Linked DNA regions of Gossypium hirsutum: region 1 is linked to region 2. Evidence: chromatin contacts called from public Hi-C data. All regions are on one chromosome and are shown on one strand. The core of a region is the stretch at or near the end of the contact, and the rest is flanking DNA. Distances in the headings are between cores, read along the strand shown. Region 1 holds the start of LOC121212217 (probable E3 ubiquitin ligase SUD1). Region 2 holds the start of LOC121212210 (protein DJ-1 homolog C).

What was found. A called contact is a pair of places that touch in the nucleus more often than the background predicts.
Region 1: a contact with region 2 is called in a Hi-C map of leaf, with 1.6 times the contacts expected there. The contact joins the promoter of LOC121212217 here to the promoter of LOC121212210 in region 2. A contact is called at or near these places in 2 of 34 Hi-C or Micro-C datasets (both in leaf).

The regions. Positions count from the first base shown.
Region 1 is chrA13:5,445,194-5,449,177 of Gossypium_hirsutum_v2.1, reverse strand. LOC121212217 (probable E3 ubiquitin ligase SUD1) reads right to left here and starts at 1,574. Exons shown (of 9, transcript XM_041084600.1): 1 at 895-1,574. The coding sequence starts at 1,260.
Region 2 is chrA13:5,266,115-5,269,871 of Gossypium_hirsutum_v2.1, reverse strand. It overlaps LOC121212210 (protein DJ-1 homolog C), which reads left to right and starts at 1,717. Exons shown (of 8, transcript XM_041084574.1): 1 at 1,717-2,184; 2 at 2,570-2,770; 3 at 2,974-3,123; 4 at 3,205-3,384; 5 at 3,582-3,659. The coding sequence starts at 1,936. LOC107894273 reads right to left here and starts at 1,047. Exons shown (of 3, transcript XM_016819539.2): 1 at 825-1,047; 2 at 528-603.

The DNA.
Region 1 (3,984 bases), core at 325-2,824, 180 kb before region 2:
CAAGAGGGGGGGGGGAGACGCATGGAAAATAAGATCTTTTACATTAAGTCTATTTCAAAGAAAAAAAGAGGGAGAGGAGGCTGAAACATAAACAGAGAAAGAGGGAGAGGCAATAGAGAACTAGCTCAGATATGCCAGTTCATAAATTTGCATACCAAAATAAGAATTGAAGAGAACCATGCCCACAACATTGAAACAGAAAATACTTTAGAACTGCTAACTGCCTCAAAAGCTATAAACTCCATTCACGTGGCTTCGCAAAATATGGTACAACATAGAAACACTTGTACCTTATGCACAACATTTTAGCATGAAGAACCTAAAGTCTAAGACTACCTCTGATAGCACTAAGTTTGCATCATCATGCATTAGCAACATTAAAAAGAAACCTGAAGCTTGATTGCTCCACAATAATTACTATTGCCGCCTGTATTTATTCAATTATAACTTAAAGAAGTTAGTTGCAGCTAATGACCTCTCCGATCATTCAAAACCCATGAAAATCTTCAGAAAACCATGTTTTCTTCTCAAATCCCACACAACTTCAAATACCACCGAGTTGGAGAACCATAGCACATACAAAACACACAAAAATAAAAGTTGTTTCTTTTCAAATGTTCAAGACTCCAACAATGGAGAGCTCTCAAAATTTGCGACTAGAATGGAAGTCTTTATTATAAAAATTATCAGAAAAAAAGACTTGAAAGAAGAGACCAAAATTGTCTTCATTTATTAATCATCTCTGTTGCTCATTCAATAATCAAAGCTAAATCAGACACCAAATAATGAAATTTAAATTTTTTAAAGAACTAAAACCTTAACTGAAACTAACCTAATTTTTCTAAAAAAATACCTATAATTTTATACCATAATTACAAATAAATAAACACTAACCTCGCATTGGCGAGCATTGCTGTGATTAAGCCACTGAAGAAGGCAATCTTGATGGACAAATTTGATGCTGCCGCTACATGCGCAGGGGTACCTAAGCGGATTGTCAGCATCTCCCGGGTTCCGGCAGATCCTGCAAACATCTTCCTCTTCTTCCTCCATATCCGGATCATATCTCGAAGCCACCGCCCCCAACGACACCGTTGACGCCGTAGATGACGTCGCTTTTTCATCCTTCTCTGACAACGATGACGATGTTGATGTTGATGGCGAAGGCTTTCCGCTGTCTGCTAAAACGTCGTCTGTAGAAGAAACGGGGTTTTCACCGCCCAGGGGATGAGATGGCGGAACCGCGGGGGCGATCTCCATCGTGTTGAGTTGGTCCAGTGAGTTTGCCGGAGAGGAACCGAGTCAAGATGGTATTTTATATTTAGTTATCCTTTTTTTTTGGTTGAGACGAGTTTGGTTTGAAAAAAAAAAAACACTCCTTCTGATGACGAGTTTGCCCCTCACGCTTTAATGTTCCTTTTTATATTTTCCGGATATGTAGGCTAGTCGGAAGAATGGAATTCTGTATACGCGGAAGATTCTCATTGGCTTCTCTTTCGTTTCTACATTAGATTTTTCTGTTGTAGCTGCCTCACCTTCATTATGTTACATGATATGATATCAAGTCTTTCAATGTGCTTTGATTTCTATTTTAGAATTTAGAATATAAACTCAATTTTATGTTACATAATCCTTGAATTATGTTTGATATTTTAAATTAAAATTTTAAAATATTTTAGTTGAAATATCAAAATACCGTGTTAATTAGATTTTTCTACCAATCAAGTTATTAGTTTGAGTATTAATAAAAGTATATTAAAAAATTTATACTAAAAGTTGGATTGTATTTTGCTTTATGTACTCAAAAAAATAATAAATTAGTCATTGTACGTTAAATTATTACGTGTACCTAATAGTAACATTAATAGTAAAAATTTTAAAATATTTTATTTTTTTTATCATTTTAAACAATTTTTTTATTTAATTTTGGAAATGGAAATGGAAGCCGACATGAATAGTTTCTTTTTCTTTTCTTTATTTAAGATTCTCAATATTAAAAATTCATATTTAATTTCAATTAATGGAAAATCAAATTCTAAATAAAAGAAAATTTCTCTCAGCCTCCAAATAATCAACCATGGATAGGCTTATCCGAGGGAGAGGTATCATTTACTAATGCAAGAATTATTTTTGACCCTGGAAGAACTAGTCCAGCAGCGGAACCACTTGAAAGTAGCCGTATGGGCACGTTAAGGGGAGGGTCTCGACAGGTTGCAAAGTTCTCTACTCAAATTTCAAAGACACAAATAAACGACCATATGGAGTACTTCTTCCATGTTTGGAACGTGGCAGAACATCCTAGTTTAGCCTTTAAGCCCAGATTAAATTGCCCATAATGTTGTTCTTATGGATGAGACCAACACAAGAACTGTTAATAATGAACAACATGCTATGAATTTAGGGATGATTCTATCAATTGGAGCTGAAGACCAGACTGACTATGATTCCACTTCTAACTCCAAAATAAGCGACAAACTTAGATGAACCAAACATAGGATCCGGAGCAATACACCGTAGGCAAACGTCCTTAGTTGATTGCCATCATGATCCTTCTTTGCAACAGACAATGTTAAATGCACTTGAGGAAGGATCCTCGATTGGTGACTCGATTTTCATTAATACGGAATGCTGAACCAACAACATACTGACGATTTAGCTAAAGTTGCAACAAATCAAATTAAATTTGCATGATGCTGACTTGGTAGGGTTCAAGCAGGCTGCCCCAACTCAGCCTACCATGGAGCCATGATCAGATTAGCATCGAATGCAAGAGAGCCTCTTACATTGCAACACTGCTGCAAACTGGTCCACAACTACAAAGTCAATCTGTGCTTCTTGATGGAAGCCCATGCTACTCCTAAAAAATGCATGCCTCTCACTAATAGATTAGGCTTCCATAACTGAGTTTGTTCCTTGTAACGGGAAGGGAGGGGGCTTAGTAGTAATGTGGAAAGCTCGTCTTATGGTTAAAGCAATAATAAAAGAAGCACATATTTTGCTGTTGTATATTGTGGATGGATCCTTTTCGCTTTGGTTTTCATGTTTGTATAAACAGCTGTGTGTGCATAAACGTAATCAGGTGTGGGATAGTGTGTATAATATTTATTGTTCAATACCGAATCAAGATGATTGGATAGCTTGGGATGATTTTAATCAAGTATTACATCCAAAAGATAAGCTGTACTTCATATCAGATGCATTACAAAGGGCAGAAAAATTACAAGATTACATTGATAATGTGGCTATTAGAGATCCCACCGATTGGTCAACATTTCACCTGGACCAACAATCAGGATGGCGAGGATGTATTTTAGGAACGACTCGATAAAGTATTCTGCAATGACAATGCTCTTCAAAACTTTCAACGTCCTCGGTTGTTAAACTTGCCAATTATGTTTTCGGATCATGGACCAATGATCTTACATACGGATTACTGATTACCATTTCGATGTAGACCTTATAGGTTTGAATTAACGAGGACAGCCCATCTGTAGTGTAGGGAGATAGTGCGACAAGCTGGGCAAACTAGTTGTAATGGGTCAGCTGATCAATATTCTCTTGCTCGTAAACTCAAGTTTGTTAAGGATAGCCTATTAGAATGGAATCACACTACATCTGGTAATCTATGGAAAAGACGTACTCAGAAGAATTAGCTATGGCGCAACAACATATTAACTCTCCATCGGATTATTCCAAGGAATCTTGCCTTAAGACAGGAATTACTTAAGCTCACGGAACAAGAACAACTACACTGGTTTCAAAAATCACGAGCAAATTGGATTATCTATGGTGAAAGGGATACAAAATTCTTCCATGCTTGTACTTCAAGACCAAGAACTTATAATGCCATTTTAAGAATTGAATACATGGATGGTGATTGGATTGAGGATCTGACCAGGATTCAATCTATGGTGTTACAACACTTCACTGCTATTTTTTATGAACCCTACAATTGGATTTGTCTCTCATTATAGCACCCTCACA
Region 2 (3,757 bases), core at 468-2,967:
CTTAGTATCTATTCTAAATACACTCTCGCTGCATAGATCATTCCAAGAAGCATTTTAAAAGAACACCTAATAATATGGTGCTTGAGAGAACAAAAGGGTGACATAATTTACTTTGTTACTTGTTCCTTAAAACAGTCCAAATGCTTATTCATAAGCACTTCAAAGATGCCAAAAAGTAAATAGCTTTACGAAGGGTCCCTTCGTCGCACGAAATTGATTTTTTTTTAAAAAGAATTCCCAACACCAAATCAGTTTCTTAATTTCTGAATTGAAGAACACAATTGAGGATTGTTTCAACTTTCCATTAAAGCATGACCCTAACTTCTAATATTTATAAATTGAAATTGATAAATCCCATTCAGAGCCCTAAATTCTAACACTAAATCCATAGCTAGAACGAAGTTAAAAAAATCATGATACAAATCAACACAAACAAAATAGGAAAATACCCAATGATCAATCAATCAATCAAGTAAAATAAACAAACGAACATTGATTAACACAAAAGATAAAAAAAAAAGGGGTACCTTTATGTCAGGACCATAACACCATAGCCCTTCTCGCCAGAAAACCAATAACCCTGATCCTGAAACCAAAAAAGATCTAATATCTACTTATAAAAAAAAAAAAGAGATCTTTATTTCAAATCCACAAAAAAGAATTTAGCAGGAAATTTGGTTCGTTTCAAGAGAAAAAAAAAACAAAGGAAGGTTTTTTCCTTGATGGGTTAATCTTTAATTCATTAAAAGAAAAAATAAAAAATTGAGAAAATCTAACAAAACAATAGAATCAAGAAGGTTTAAATAAAAGGAGAGAGAAATTACAAGATCATTGCTGTGGGAAGAAGTGGCTGCTATCTTAGTACAGCTAATAGATTTGGGTTTTTGCAGAAGTGACTGATTTTGTTTTGTTTTAATAAAGACATTCTCAAATAATTTGGAAGGAAATTAAAAAAAGCATAACAAATCATGCGTACAGAGTTGTTTGTCTCGCTTTATGGACGGCTAGATTTTTGTCTTTGTAAAGAACAATGGGGAATTTCATACTCTTTTGCACTACAACTAGGTCGGTGTAATTAATATATTAACATTCTAACTTAAATTTTAATATATTTTATTCAAAAATTAATTTCGAACTTTAGATTGCTTAACTTAAAATTTATCACAATTGTTTGGATCGAGTCTAACTCGATACATTATTGTCGATAAATGATATCATATGATTAAGTTGTAAGTAAGAATTATTAAAGTTGAGTAATATGAAGTTATTTAATAAAATTTTTTTAATCAATCAAGTACTTTATTCAATCATATTTACGAACTAAAATCTATTAAGTTTTAGTCTAATGTTAACATTGACAATTCTTTATCTCAATTATAGAATTGTATAAGAGTTCTTTGATAGGATACTAATAACTCTATTTTTCGAATACTAGTTTTACTTTTACAATCTTCAACCTTCGTAATAATTATGAATTTTGAGACAATTATAATCAAAACAATAAATCATATTATAGTAAAAAGACCTTATTTTATATTGAGCAATAAATCATTTTCTGTTGATTAATTTATTTTTTATTAAAATAACATATTTTTCAGTGAAATAATAGAGATTATATTTTAAATGTTTAGACTTTTTTATATAATATTAATAGTAAAAAAAATAGTAATGTCATTTAAACTCATAATAAATAAATGTTTGACAAAAAATTTTATCACCACTTTATTCAAATTGTGAACTCCCGCATGGTTACACCATGGTTGAATTTGGCATAACTAAGATATGGTTGCATTTGGCATAACTCAGAACGACGCCGTTGAGTTCACATTGGCAGTGTGGGTGCACTGCACACTGGATAAGATAAAAGCGTCAAAGTGATCTTCGTTGTCAAAGTTTGGCCAAGCTGCTGGACAAGTAATTCCTTTACAAACTCCAATGGAGAGTTTGTCGTGTCTGGTTTTGAAACCATCACCTCCAACAAGGTTATTCTTTCCTCCAAGGATTCCTCAAATGGCACTTCCTGGCTCTACCTTTGGGTTCCCCCCTTCCATGGACTATCAGCTTCCCATAACAACCGCAAAACTGGCTTTAAAACCCATCAGAGCCTCCACTTCTACAGTTCCCACAACCCCTTCAACAACGTCCACTGTTGCAAGCTCCCCCACCGCCGCTTCTACCAAAAAGGTGTCTCCTTTCATTCAAATGCTTCATTTGTTTTTTTGGCAATTGATTTGTATCTCAAAATAGGTTAAACCCTTTTCACTATAGATTTAAAGAGTGGCAAGGGCTCGGTTTGCTTGCGTTTTTACGACTTAGCTTAAATGGGGTTTAATTAATTTGTCTAGTTGGATGGATATGGCAAGGAGGGAATGGATGCTGTTATATTTTGGCAATTTTATTTGTATCTCAAAATATGTAAAACCCTTTTTCACTACACTTTCTTAGAGTGAAAAAGGGCTTAGTTTGCTTGCGTTGTTAAGCATTTAGCTTGAATGGGGTTTTATTTTTTTTCTAGTTTTGCTGTGTGAAATTTAAAGTTTTGATCCTTATTATTTATGTGGATGGATAGGCTTTGGTTCCAATTGGATTTGGTACTGAGGAAATGGAAGCTGTTATATTGGTTGATGTTCTACGCCGTGCTGGGGCAGAGGTGACGGTGGCCTCAGTGGAACCGCAGCTCGAGGTTCATGCATCGGGAGGAACCAAGTTGGTTGCTGATACCAGAATCTCCACTTGTTCTGACCGTGTTTTCGATCTCGTGGCATTGCCAGTTAGTTCTTCAAACCTTTGATCTTCATATTTGCTTAGAATATAATGTTGCCCTGCATATTCCCACATTAATGTTTTGGAAATTGAGATTCTCCTAGAGGAAAGAACCCTCAGTACACATGGGATTTGCTGATATTTCTTTGGTAAATTGTTTTGTACAATATATAGTTGTTGTAGCAATTAACGTTTGCATACTATTTGAAGGGAGGAATGCCTGGATCAGCGCAACTGAGAGACTGTGAAATTCTGAAGAAGATTACAAGCAAACAAGCTGAGGAAAAGAGGCTATATGGAGGTATATCTACTGCTCCAGCTGTTACACTTCTCCCTTGGGGACTCTTGAAGAGGAAGCGGGTGAGTGCCGGTTTATATTAAAATCATTGTTTCATATCTATGTATTTTGATTGCTAATTTTGGTGTAGTTTTCCATTCAAGACAACTTGCCACCCTGCATTCTTTGACCGGCTTCCGACCTTCTGGGCTGTCAAATCAAATATTCAAGTTTCAGGAGAGCTTACGACAAGCCAAGGCCCGGGAACTTCTTTCTTGTTTGCCCTGGCCTTGGTAGAACAGCTTTTCGGGGAGTCTGTTGCTAGGGAGATTGGGGAATTGTTGGTAAATCCTTTTACTCCATTGTTTACGAAGCCACTTTATGATGCTTCGGACTTTCTTTTTTAGATCCATGTATCCACCATGATAGAGAATCACATTCATTCGTGCTTATGGGAGAATGTGTGCTTATATATTTTGTTTTCCTTCTGAGTTCTTGACGGCAAGCTTGCATTTAACCTTATACGATTACTGTTTTCCAGTTCATGCATTCTGCTGATGATAAACCAAGAAAGGAAGAGTTCAACAAAGTTGACTGGGCTGTGAGTCACACTCCTCGAGTGAGTTATTACTTGCTTTGGTTGGATACTCTCTCTCTGTGCCAATACTCTGGCTTTGCTTGCAACAATTTCTTCTGTATTTTTATCACAAGTTCGAT